2 separate regions of the Ovis aries genome follow, and region 1 is linked to region 2. A link is a contact called in public Hi-C data. All regions are on one chromosome and are shown on one strand. Each heading gives the region's core, a stretch centred on a gene start, on an enhancer-like site or on the middle of the called end of the contact. The rest is flanking DNA. Distances are from core to core; before and after follow the strand shown.

What was found. A called contact is a pair of places that touch in the nucleus more often than the background predicts.
Region 1: a Hi-C map of liver shows a contact between it and region 2, with 4 times the contacts expected there. The contact joins two enhancer-like sites. A contact is called at or near these places in 14 of 16 Hi-C or Micro-C datasets (blood, hypothalamus, liver and 6 more).

The regions. Positions count from the first base shown.
Region 1 is chr1:104,782,124-104,787,206 of ARS-UI_Ramb_v3.0, forward strand. It overlaps TDRD10 (tudor domain containing 10), which reads left to right. Exons shown (of 11, transcript XM_060414774.1): 10 at 2,211-2,281; 11 at 2,480-3,282. The coding sequence ends at 2,512. It overlaps UBE2Q1 (ubiquitin conjugating enzyme E2 Q1), which reads right to left. Exons shown (of 12, transcript XM_060414764.1): 12 at 4,582-5,083. The coding sequence ends at 4,997. Among named protein-coding and RNA genes, the nearest start is that of UBE2Q1, 10 kb to the right of the region's middle. Within about 2 kb of position 1,363, at least 24 of the 54 cell types and tissues checked have an H3K27ac peak or open chromatin away from gene starts, as enhancers often do. A contact at or near this core is called in liver, where this site is marked.
Region 2 is chr1:104,715,895-104,721,206 of ARS-UI_Ramb_v3.0, forward strand. It overlaps SHE (Src homology 2 domain containing E), which reads right to left. Exons shown (of 6, transcript XM_027975667.3): 3 at 3,356-3,685; 4 at 1,328-1,484; 5 at 757-876. Among named protein-coding and RNA genes, the nearest start is that of SHE, 14 kb to the right of the region's middle. Within about 2 kb of position 3,522, at least 4 of the 54 cell types and tissues checked have an H3K27ac peak or open chromatin away from gene starts, as enhancers often do. A contact at or near this core is called in liver, where this site is marked.

The sequences.
Region 1 (5,083 bases), core at 113-2,612, 64 kb after region 2:
ATGTTGAGCATCTTTTCATGTGCTGTTGGCCACGTCTGTGTCTTCTTTGGAGAAGTGTCTATTCAGGTCTAATGCCCATTTAAAGAATAATTCTGTTTGTTCGGTTGTTTTGGCTGTGCTGAGTCTTTGTTGCTGTGCCAGCTTTCTCTAGTTGCGGCAGGTGGGGGCTACCCAGCTGCGCGCATGCTTCGCGCTGCGGTGGCTTCTCTTGCTGTGGAGCGCAGGCCCTAGGGCGCATGGTGCTCAGTAGTTGCAGCACGTGGGTGCAGTGGTTGCGATTCCCTGGGCTCTAGAGCACCGGCTCAGTAGTTGTGCATGAGCTTAGTTGCTCTGCTGCTGCTGCTGCTAAGTCGCTTCAGTCGTGTCCGACTCTGTGCGACCCCATGGATGGCAGCCCACCAGGCTCCCCCGTCCCTGGGATTCTCCAGGCAAGAACACTGGAGTGGGTTGCCATTTCCTTCTCCAATGCATGAAAGTGAAAAGTGAAAGTGAAGTCGCTCAGTCGTGTCTGACTAGTAGCGACCCCATGGACTGCAGCCTACCAGGCTCCTCGGTCCATGGGATTTTCCAGGCAAGAGTACTGGAGTGGGGTGCCATTGCCTTCTCTGAGTTGCTCTGCAGCAGGTGGGGTCTTCCTGGACCAGGGATGGAAACCGTGTCTCCTGCATTGGCAGGCAGATTCTTTACCACCGAGCCACCAGGGAAGCCCCTGATGCTCATTTTTTATTGGGTTGTTTGTTTTTTTGATGTTAAACTGTATGAACTGTTTGTATATTTTTGAAATTAACTCCTTGTTGGTTGCATCATTTGCCAGTATTTTCTCCAAGTCTGTCCGTTGTCTTTTTGTTTGATGGTTTCTTTTGCTGTGGAGAAGCTTTTAAATTTGATTAGGTTCCACTGGTTTATTTTTGCTTTTATTTCTCTTGCCTTGCGAGACTGATTTAAGACAATATTGCTGTGATTTTTGTCAGAGAATGTTTTGTGTTCTCTTCTAGGAGTTTTATGGTGTCATGTCTATGCTTAAGTCTTTAAACCATTTTGAGTTTATTTTTGTACATGATGTGAGGGGTTGTTACTTTAGATCTGGACACCTGTGGGGCCTCAGTTCTGCAACCTTGAAATGGCGAGGCCACTTCTTTGCTCTGGCTCTTCTCAAGACTGGGGTTTAAGTGAGATGTGAAAGGGTGAAAGAGTGCTTTAAGGGGCTGAGGAGAAGTGGATGTAAAGAAACACACACACACACAAACCAGGATGGAAAAGCGCTTCCTCAAAGTGCAGAGCCAAGCCTCCCTGCTACGCTTATGGGCTTGTGCCCAGTGGTGAGGGGGCACCACCCAGAGGTCGTCTTGGGTCATTGCATGAAGAGGCTCAGCTTGGGGACTCACGCAGCAGACAGGGCTGGGGAGTGTCTTGTAGGCCGGACCTGACTGCTTGGGTGTTGGAGGGTAGCCCAGAGTAAGGAGCCCCCTGCCCTCTAAGAGCAGCTCCAAGCCTGTCAGAAGGGCCAAAGTGTACAGCCCAGATGGGGGGTTGCTCAGCTCTCATGTGGAGTATGGTCCTGAGGCCGGGTGGGCAGGTGTACAATTATATGGATGGGGAAAGTAAGGCTCAGAAAAATGAAAGGGACTTCTTCATGTTTCATAGTAAGAAAACGGCCTGGGTGAGGGTAGCACTGAGGTCTCCCCTTGATATGAGCCAGTTGCATGCATACAGACAGTCCCAGAGTGTGGGGGTGGGAATGGCAGGAGCTGATTAAGGGCAGACTGGATAAAGGCGAGTGTCTGACCAGCGCCCTGCCCTGCCTTGTCCCAGCAGGTAGGAATGCTCACTCGTCGTGGTATAAAGGCTGTCTGTCTTTTAACTTCCATTTCACCAGCCAAAACTCAGAGCAGAGTTGAGTAAACCGTTTTCTGTCCCCAGAATTTCCATTAGGAAATGTGCAATCTCAGATACCCGTAATCATTTTAACAAGTATAATGCTTCCTTTTATGTGCTCTCACTTTGCCCTCCCCCTCTCCTCCCTCTTCAGTGCTGATTATCTCACGTTATCCTGGCAGCTGGGAGTGAGCTCTGACTAGCAGAGACTTGTCCGCAGGAGCTGGTCTGCAGCCAGAACCCTTTCCTGCAGCCCCAGCCTCTCGCTTCCCTCCCTTGCTCCTCCTGCCGGACCAACAAATACCAAGGTTTTGTTCTTGTATTTTGTTTTGCAGGTATTTTGAGTTCAAATCAGGTTATTCATCGCATCCTCAAAGGGAAAATCACTGGTGCTTTGAACTTGGAGGTAACTGCCCTGTGTCTCCTGTTCCTTCCCTCCCACCCCAGGGTCTCAGCTGCAGCCACCCCCCGGCCTCGGCCTGGGTGCTGCATATTTACCTGTCATTCCTGTAGAGGAAGCAAACTGAAGTTGTCCAGGGGTGGGGTGGACTGCCTGGGGGGGCCGGTCCTTCCTTCCCACTCAGATTTTATCTTTCTCTTCCAGTCACACATCCTGAAGTTTGAAGAGTTTAAGTGACGTGGCTGCGATCAGCATGCTCCCTCTCCTGTCTGGATTCTGCCCTCCTGCCCTTTCCCTCTTGAGGCCTTGGGGGTGCCCAGGACTGATTGGATCCCCCTTTGCCTTCCCCCAGCTTACTTCTCAGTGTGTCTTCACCATGAACATTTGAACCAAACAGGGAAGCTTCCATGAGGTTGAAAGTCTGATGTAGCCAGTGTATTTTTTCCCTTTTTTTTTTTTGTAACCCCAGAGCATGATATAAGTTGCCCTGACAGATTCTGGAGAATGGAGGGGCCCACTGCTTAACTTTCCTTGGCATTCCAGCGTAGAATCAGGTAGGGGGCATCTGAACACTGACCTGTCGGCTTGGTGAATAAGCGTCAGCATACTTCACATTTGGGGTGACTGATTCCTATCTAGCCACCCCCCCAGTTCTGCCCTCTAAAGCTGAAGCCACAGGCTGGGAGCTGCCGTGTGCCGGCTATTCAAACCCTGTGTGGGACATAGATGTACACTCGTGCAAGATAAGGTTTGTTTCTTTTCTTCGCCCTCTTGGTAGACAGAACACTGGTTCCAGATGATGTGGCCTTTTTTTTTTTCCCCTTAACCATGTAACTTCATTAGGAGCCTAACGTAAGGTCATAGAAAGGACTGCTAGGTTTGATAAGATTTTCTTGGAGAGTTGGTGTTTATATAGCTACAGCGCACAGGAGCTGGTGCTTCCCTTTACGTCAGGTGAACGTGACCCCCCCATTCTTTCTTTAAATAATAATTTGATTAGAGCCAAACTATTTAAATAATTTTATTTGTTCCATCCTTTGGTAGATGAGAAAAATACATTACAAAATACATTGTACAGAGGACAGCTCACAGCACACATTACTAAAAACACAACCTATAGTACGTTCCAGCCAGGGCTGGTGATAAGTCCAGAAAAAAGGCAGAGGCCTTGAGAACTAGATCTCAGCTCCATGAAATGAGTTTCCCTGTGGGTGCCTGCCCTCTTTACCTCCACCTCAGCATAAATGAGCACCCTGTACCAGGTGGGTGTGGGAGGGTTAGAGCAGCGTTGAGTGGTTCCGGTGAACTCTGCATCCACCTGAAGCAGCAAAACATCAAAATCCCTTAATTGGGGGCGGGGGGAGTGACCAAAGTTAAAATAGTTGTGTCAAAGCATACAGAACTCTGGCATCCTAGAGGTTTCAGATGGCTGTGCTGTTTAAGCTAAGACACATCCTCATCCTCACTTGGCCATCCCTGGCCTCTGGCATTTCACCATCCAGTCTGTAGGCAGGTTCTGGAGGCCGTCTCTGCCCCTGAGCAAGCTCGCTGACCAGGAGGCGGCACAGATGTACTTACACAGCAGGCACAGACCCAGCACCGGCAGGTCAGCTCATGGACCTGCCTCCACAGCGGTTCTGAGCCTGAGTGGGGCCCACAGGTAGATGGACCAAACCCCTTAAAGCCAATCCTTTCCAGTAGGACCCACATTATGAAAGTGCCTTAGAATTCAGTCTCCAAGCCAAACAACTTCGGAGCTCTGCCTGGCTCTTCTGTTAGGAATAAATGAAGCAACAGACAAGGGGAGCAGCAACAGAGCTCCCAACCATCGCCCTTCAGTGCCACTTCCTGGGAAGGGTGACCAGTGAACACGAATGGTAGCTACACAGCCTGTTGCTGAGATCAGAAGGACCACATACATGCTTGAGACTGGCCCCATTCCTATTCAGTTCATTTAAAAGTAGTTCTGTGAAGCAGCCTCTTAGGCCTCCTTGTTATTCTTCTTAGAAATTTGAAAACACCTGTGACTAGAAGTTAAGAATAAGGGTCATCATTTCAGCCTGCTTTGCGGTTCAGCAGGCTGAGCTCTGCCTTCCAGGGGGTACAAGTCTGGTCACTCCAGAGCCCTTTCGGCTGAGGCAGGCATGTGCTTCAGCTCCACCTTTCTCTGGCTTTGGCAGTGAAGTGCAGCCCCTCATGGCTCCCAAAGCCACAGTGACCCTGGTACCCCTCCCCCAACTGCTGAAGGAATTCAGGGGATGGGGGAAGGGTAAGCTATGAAAATAAAAATAAAGATGAGTCAAAACCAGCGTCTTCAAATTAACAAACTGTAATTGTTTTCCCAAAGATACATTTTTTTTCATACACATCCATCATACACTGTAACCAAAAAAAGCAGTGTACATGAAATAAGAGAAAATAAATTAAAAATCCATAGCATAGGTAAGGAGGCTCTAGTCTGGAGCACAGCTGAGTTTCCAGCAATATAAGGAGGCTCGAAAGTTTCTTTTATAAGAATGCCTGCTAGCAAGGGTTCCAGCCAGGTGGTTGGTTGGTCTGTAAGTCAGTCTTGAGTACTTGAAACAGTTCTGTGTGTGTGTGTTTTTTTTTTTCCCTTAGCGTTTAGAATAGCCATCATTGTCCTGCAATAGGCAGAGCTATCACGTCCAGGAAAAATGAGGGAGGGAACCACAGAGGCAGCGTGAGATCCAAATACAGCATTCAAAGGTAATTGGTCCAGTGGTGCCTGGGGAAGGAGGAAGGGGATGGCACTCCTGGGTTAGCCATCTTCCTTCGGGGGTGTGTACC
Region 2 (5,312 bases), core at 2,272-4,771:
GCAACGAGAATTTCCATGACACCAGGCTTATTGGAATAAGCCTACCGGGCAAAAACGAATGTTCTGTGTACAATTGGACAGGGGAGTCATCGCAAGGCACTGTTTCCTTCTTCAACAGAAGAAACTGGTACCAAAATTGCAGTTGGCATTGTGACAATCAAGGAATCTCTGATTTACTTAAAGCCCCAAACGCTAGAGAGTAAAAGAACGACTGAACTATCCTGTTAGAAACTTTTTTTATCAGAAATTATTTCTCTAAGAAATAATTTAGATCACAAAAGGCAGAAACTAATCAATGTACAATTAAATGAAATAGGGATATTTATCCCTCTTTATCATAAGGCATACTGGGACATTTACCCAACACCAATTTTGAACTCTTTCTTTTTTTGGCTGCACCACATGGCTTGTAGGAACTTAGTTTCTTGACCAGGGATTGAACCTCGGGCCATGGCAGTGAAAGCGCCGAGTCGTCACCGCTGAGCAGCCAGGGAATTCTCTCAATTTTGCATTCTAAACAAAGTACGTCATATTCTGTTGTCCAAGCAAACGCATCTTATTTTCTGTCAATATGTATCCCCGTGCACCATATAAAGTACTGGGTTGACCAAAAAGTGTAAGATCTTACAGAAAAACTCAAATGAAGTTTTTGGCTAACCCAACATATCTTTTTTGCTTGGTCATTTTCCCATGATAGGAAAGTCTGCACCCCACTCTTGATCCAGACAGGGAGAGCCCAGGATGCTTAATACTCACTTTAGTGCAATGGAGTACCTACTGGTTCCTGACTCGCTGTTTCGAACCAGGTACCCAGCTTCTTTGCAGGACTGTAGTCGACTCTCTGCCTCAGCACGGGTGATGGCACCATGATACCAACTGAAAAATGGGGCAGGGGGAGAAACCATGAGCATCAATATCCCAATCCAGACAGGGCCTCATTCCATAAAGCAATTTTGGAAATGAACTTCTCATGAAAGCTCAACAGCCTGGACTAGATCCGGCTTCCCATTCAAAATAGACGAAATGAGATCTGGGTAATCCCGGATCACAAAACCTATCCATCACCCCCAGAGGGAGTTAACAGGGCTAGAGTCACTTAAAAAGTTTTCACTCTACACAGGGGAATGGAATTTGAGATCCGGTTCTGGGGCCTCATTTTCCCCTAGGCACAAAGGCACTGGGCTTGGAAAATGGGTTTTCACAAATAAGCCCCACCCAGACAAGAGTTCAACACCAGAAAGACTTAGAATGAGCTAGTGTGCCCCGCCAAGGCTCTCAACAAGCTGCCAGCCACCTTGTGTCACGCGTGTCTGGGGAGGAGACTCACGGCTGCTTCTCCAGCGGCAGGGCTGGGTCCACTCGCTCCCCCTCACTGTGGTCGGTCAGGGCTGGCTTCAAGATCTTCTGGGTCCAGCTCTTCTGCCGGTGGTGCTGCCTCACTGCCTCCTCCTTGACAGAAGGCCGCTCAGAGCCCTCAAACTGAACTGGAAGGAAGGCTCCATTTAACATCAGAGGCCACTGAGATGACCTACGTACACCTCAAAGAAAAGAACCTGTCTGGCTCATCTTAGGAAAGCAACTTTCCTCCTTCTTTAATCTGAGCTAAAATGTACTACAAAGGCCCTGGGGTAGCTGAGCTCCTGCTGTCTTTGATATCAGATCATACTGCTAGCATCCACACGTACCCACTTTTACCTCAAGATGTTCATTAACAGAGAATGGTTTTAGAACATGAGGAGAAACCACTTCAGTATATTTCAGAACGTACTTTCAAAAACACTGGTCCTTTTGGTATATTTAGAATAGAAGACTAAACAGAGTCTCAGGTAATGACTCCTTCCAAGAGTGTGTGTCGTTCTATGAAACCAAATGAAGTTTTCACTATGAAATAATAGAGAGAAAAATCAGCTGAGAAATAGAAACTACTAACAGTGTCTGAACAATGCTATGACATCTAGGTTGGATAGAAGATAAAGAGAGAAAATGAGTAGCATTTAGCACAGAAGTTGGTAATCAGTAGGGATTTGTGGAAAATAACTCTAAAATAAAACAAAACCAAAACCAAAAAATAAATAAAGAAAAATAAAACAAAAACTGACTTGAGGGTGGGGAGGGAAGGACTGGGAGCCTGGGATTAGCATATTCAAACTAGTATATATAGGATGGTAAACAACAGGTTCTATTAAACAGCACAGGGAACTGTATTCAATATACTGTGGTAAACCATTATGGGAAAGAATACAAAAAAGAATATATGTATGTATAACTGAGTCACTTTGCTGTATATACGGCAGAAATTAACACAACACTAAATCAACTATACTTGAATAAAATTATTTTAAAAATTAATGCACACAAAAAGAAAACCTGATTCATATATGTGTGTGCGTGCACACCCACGCTCAGTCAGGTCTGACTCTTTGGGACCCCACGGACTAGCCTGCCAGGCTCCTCTGTCCATGGGATTTTCCAGGCAAGAATATTGGAGTGGGTTGCCATTTCCTGCTCTAGGGGATCTTCCCTAGTCCAGGGATTGAAACCACATCTCTTGAGTCTCCTGTAACTGGCAGGCGGGTTCTTTACCAGCTGAGCCCCAGGGAAAGCCCAACCGGACTCAAATGTTTGCTATCAAACAAATTACCTTTTCCACTCACCCTTTACATTGATGACAATTTTAATCAAAAGCACAGCTTTACTGTTAGAGGGAAAAGATATCCCGAACTTTTACAAAGGCAAAAGAAATTAGGTGGCCAGGTAAGTAGAAAAACTATGTCTTGGGAGAACCAGGAGGGAGATTGACCTTTAATATCTATTGACAATCTACTCATCCTCTTAAGTTATTAAAAACAGTTCACAGCTGAAGAATTGGTTCCTTTAGGAGGATTTTCGACAGGAAAAAAAAAAAGCTAGCTTCCTCCTGCTTTCCAACCACCTCTCCTATAGTCCACTTGATCCACTACTGCCATCTTATTATAAACAGAAATGTGAACAGGCTGGAGGAACAGCACCAAGAGTTAGAAGCTGCTCTCAATGTGACAGCTTTTAGTGGTGATTAGATAAGGTTTTTCCCGTAGTGATTTGAGGCATTTCCCAAACAGTTGCACACTGCAAGGATAAAGGGAAATGAAGATGCCCAGAAAGACAGAGGACCCCTTGCAACATTAAGGGGTCTTCTTCAGTCCTGTCCTTTCAACCATAGCCTAATTTTTATTTCGCCACGTCATCAAATTTCTTGGAAAAAGAAACTCGCAGTCGAGGAACACAAAGAAAAGCGCCTTGGCTGAACGGGCGGGCGGGGGTTTTCCAGCAGGGAAGCTGAAAGAAGGCAGGAGCGGGACACGGACCCAGCCCTCACCCGATAGCGCCCGCACGATCTGCTCCTTCTTCCACTCCCAAGGCTGCTCGTACTCGGCCGCGGGCCTCTCGTCGTCCTGGGGCAGCCGTCCGTGGCTGTCCGGGGGCAACCTCGCCTTCCGCTCCGGCCCCTCGGCGGCGAACGCGCCCGCCTCGGCCGCCGGCTCATAGGGCGTGTCGTAGAGCTGCGGCGGCTTCCCCAGCAGCTCCTTGGAGCTTCGGCGCTTCGCCAGCGCCTCGGGCTTCGGGCCGTTCTCTCCAGGCTCGCACGGGCTGTCGAGCAGCTGAAGCGCCTTCACCAGGGGGTCTTTGGAACCTCGTCGTCTGATTTCTGAAAAACACATACCGCACAGAATACTTCTGAAGAAAATGTACCGTGGAAGCCCGGTGATGCACCGAATCACCGCTTCTCTTCCAACCAGACCGGTCCGTCAGGTTGGAAGTGTCGAGGACACCTGGATTGTTGCTGACCGCGGGGTGGGGGTGGGGAGGGCCCTACAACTTCCCGCCAGTCCCCTGAGCCAGATGCGGGATCAGTCCCCTGAGCCAGATGCGGGATCAGTCCCCTGAGCCAGATGCGGGATCAGTCCCCCGAGCCAGATGCCGGATCAAGTCCAGGCGTTAGGGAATCACAACGGAAGGCAGGCCTGCCTCTGGGGCCGTGTGCCTGGAGAGAAGAGAAGGGGCCTCAGGGGACCTGCTCCATAGTTCCTGGTCCCCCTGTCTCCATCTTTGAGTATGGGTCATCTTCAAAGGAAGATGTTAGGAAGCTGAGCAAAGTATTTTAATAAAAATTGAGTGTCTACTATATTCAAGCACTGGGCCACATCCATTGAGGGAAGATATTTAGGTTCATTAGACAGAGTTCTTGACTTCAAGGTGGTTTCGACCTAGTGATGCGTTTACAAATAATACTTAACAGGCTAACAAGACAGAATGTTGTTGGTTCAGTCACTAAGGCATATCTGACTCTTTGAGACCCCATGGACTGCAGCATGCCAGGCTTCCCTGTCCTTCACTATCTCCCGGAATATGTAAAAGAGTTGTTAGGGGGAAAAACAATATCTCAAGAGCTAACATTTAGCAATAGTGTACCATGCATTACATATTTTTTTCTAAGTGCATTGTAATTTTCACCACTGCCCTATGAGGTGGACACTATTAGTTCCCCATATAACAGGACAAAACTGAAGCAGAAAGAGTTTAAGGAAATTGCTCAAGACGGCAAGTGCAAAGCCTGGATTCAAAGGCAGGAAGTTGGGCTCTAGAAGCCATACTCTTAGCCACTACTCTTGGATTGATTCCAAGTGGAAGAGAAAAATGGAAGATGCATTGACTTTGATGGAGGAGGTCTTTTCCAGTGGAGGAAGCTGCCTGAGTGAAGATACGGAGGTGGGAACGAGAAAGGGCTTGTTCCCATCACAGGGAATCGAGAGAGAAGTTCAAAGGACAGAAGACCAGGAGAGGAGAGGTGGTATGGGAGAGGAAGCTGGAAAAGGCAGGGCAGGCACCAAAGTGGAGAAATTTTAAAAGCCAGAATTAGAAAGTTTCGATTGTTCTGTATACAGTAGTGAACCACTACAAGTTTTTAAACAGGTAGTAACAATTATTATATAATTATATAATTGTATATAATTAACTATATAAATAACTCTCTCTCTCTCTCTATATATATATATCTTTTTTTTTTTTTTTTTTTTTGCTGGAAGAGAACTCCAACACAGTGCACAAGATAGAATAAAGGTATGCTCTGAATGGAAGCCTAGAAATAAATGCAAATATCTGATGCAAATCCTCTATCCACCCGATAACCAGCCAGCGAGCCCCAGTGGGAAAGCAGCAGCAGAGTCTGGGGACTGAGTGGCTCAGGGCCCAGAGGCATCATGTGTTGTTTAGTTGCTCAGCTGTGTCCGAATGAATCTGCAGCCCCATGTACTGAAGCCTGCCAGGCTCCTCTG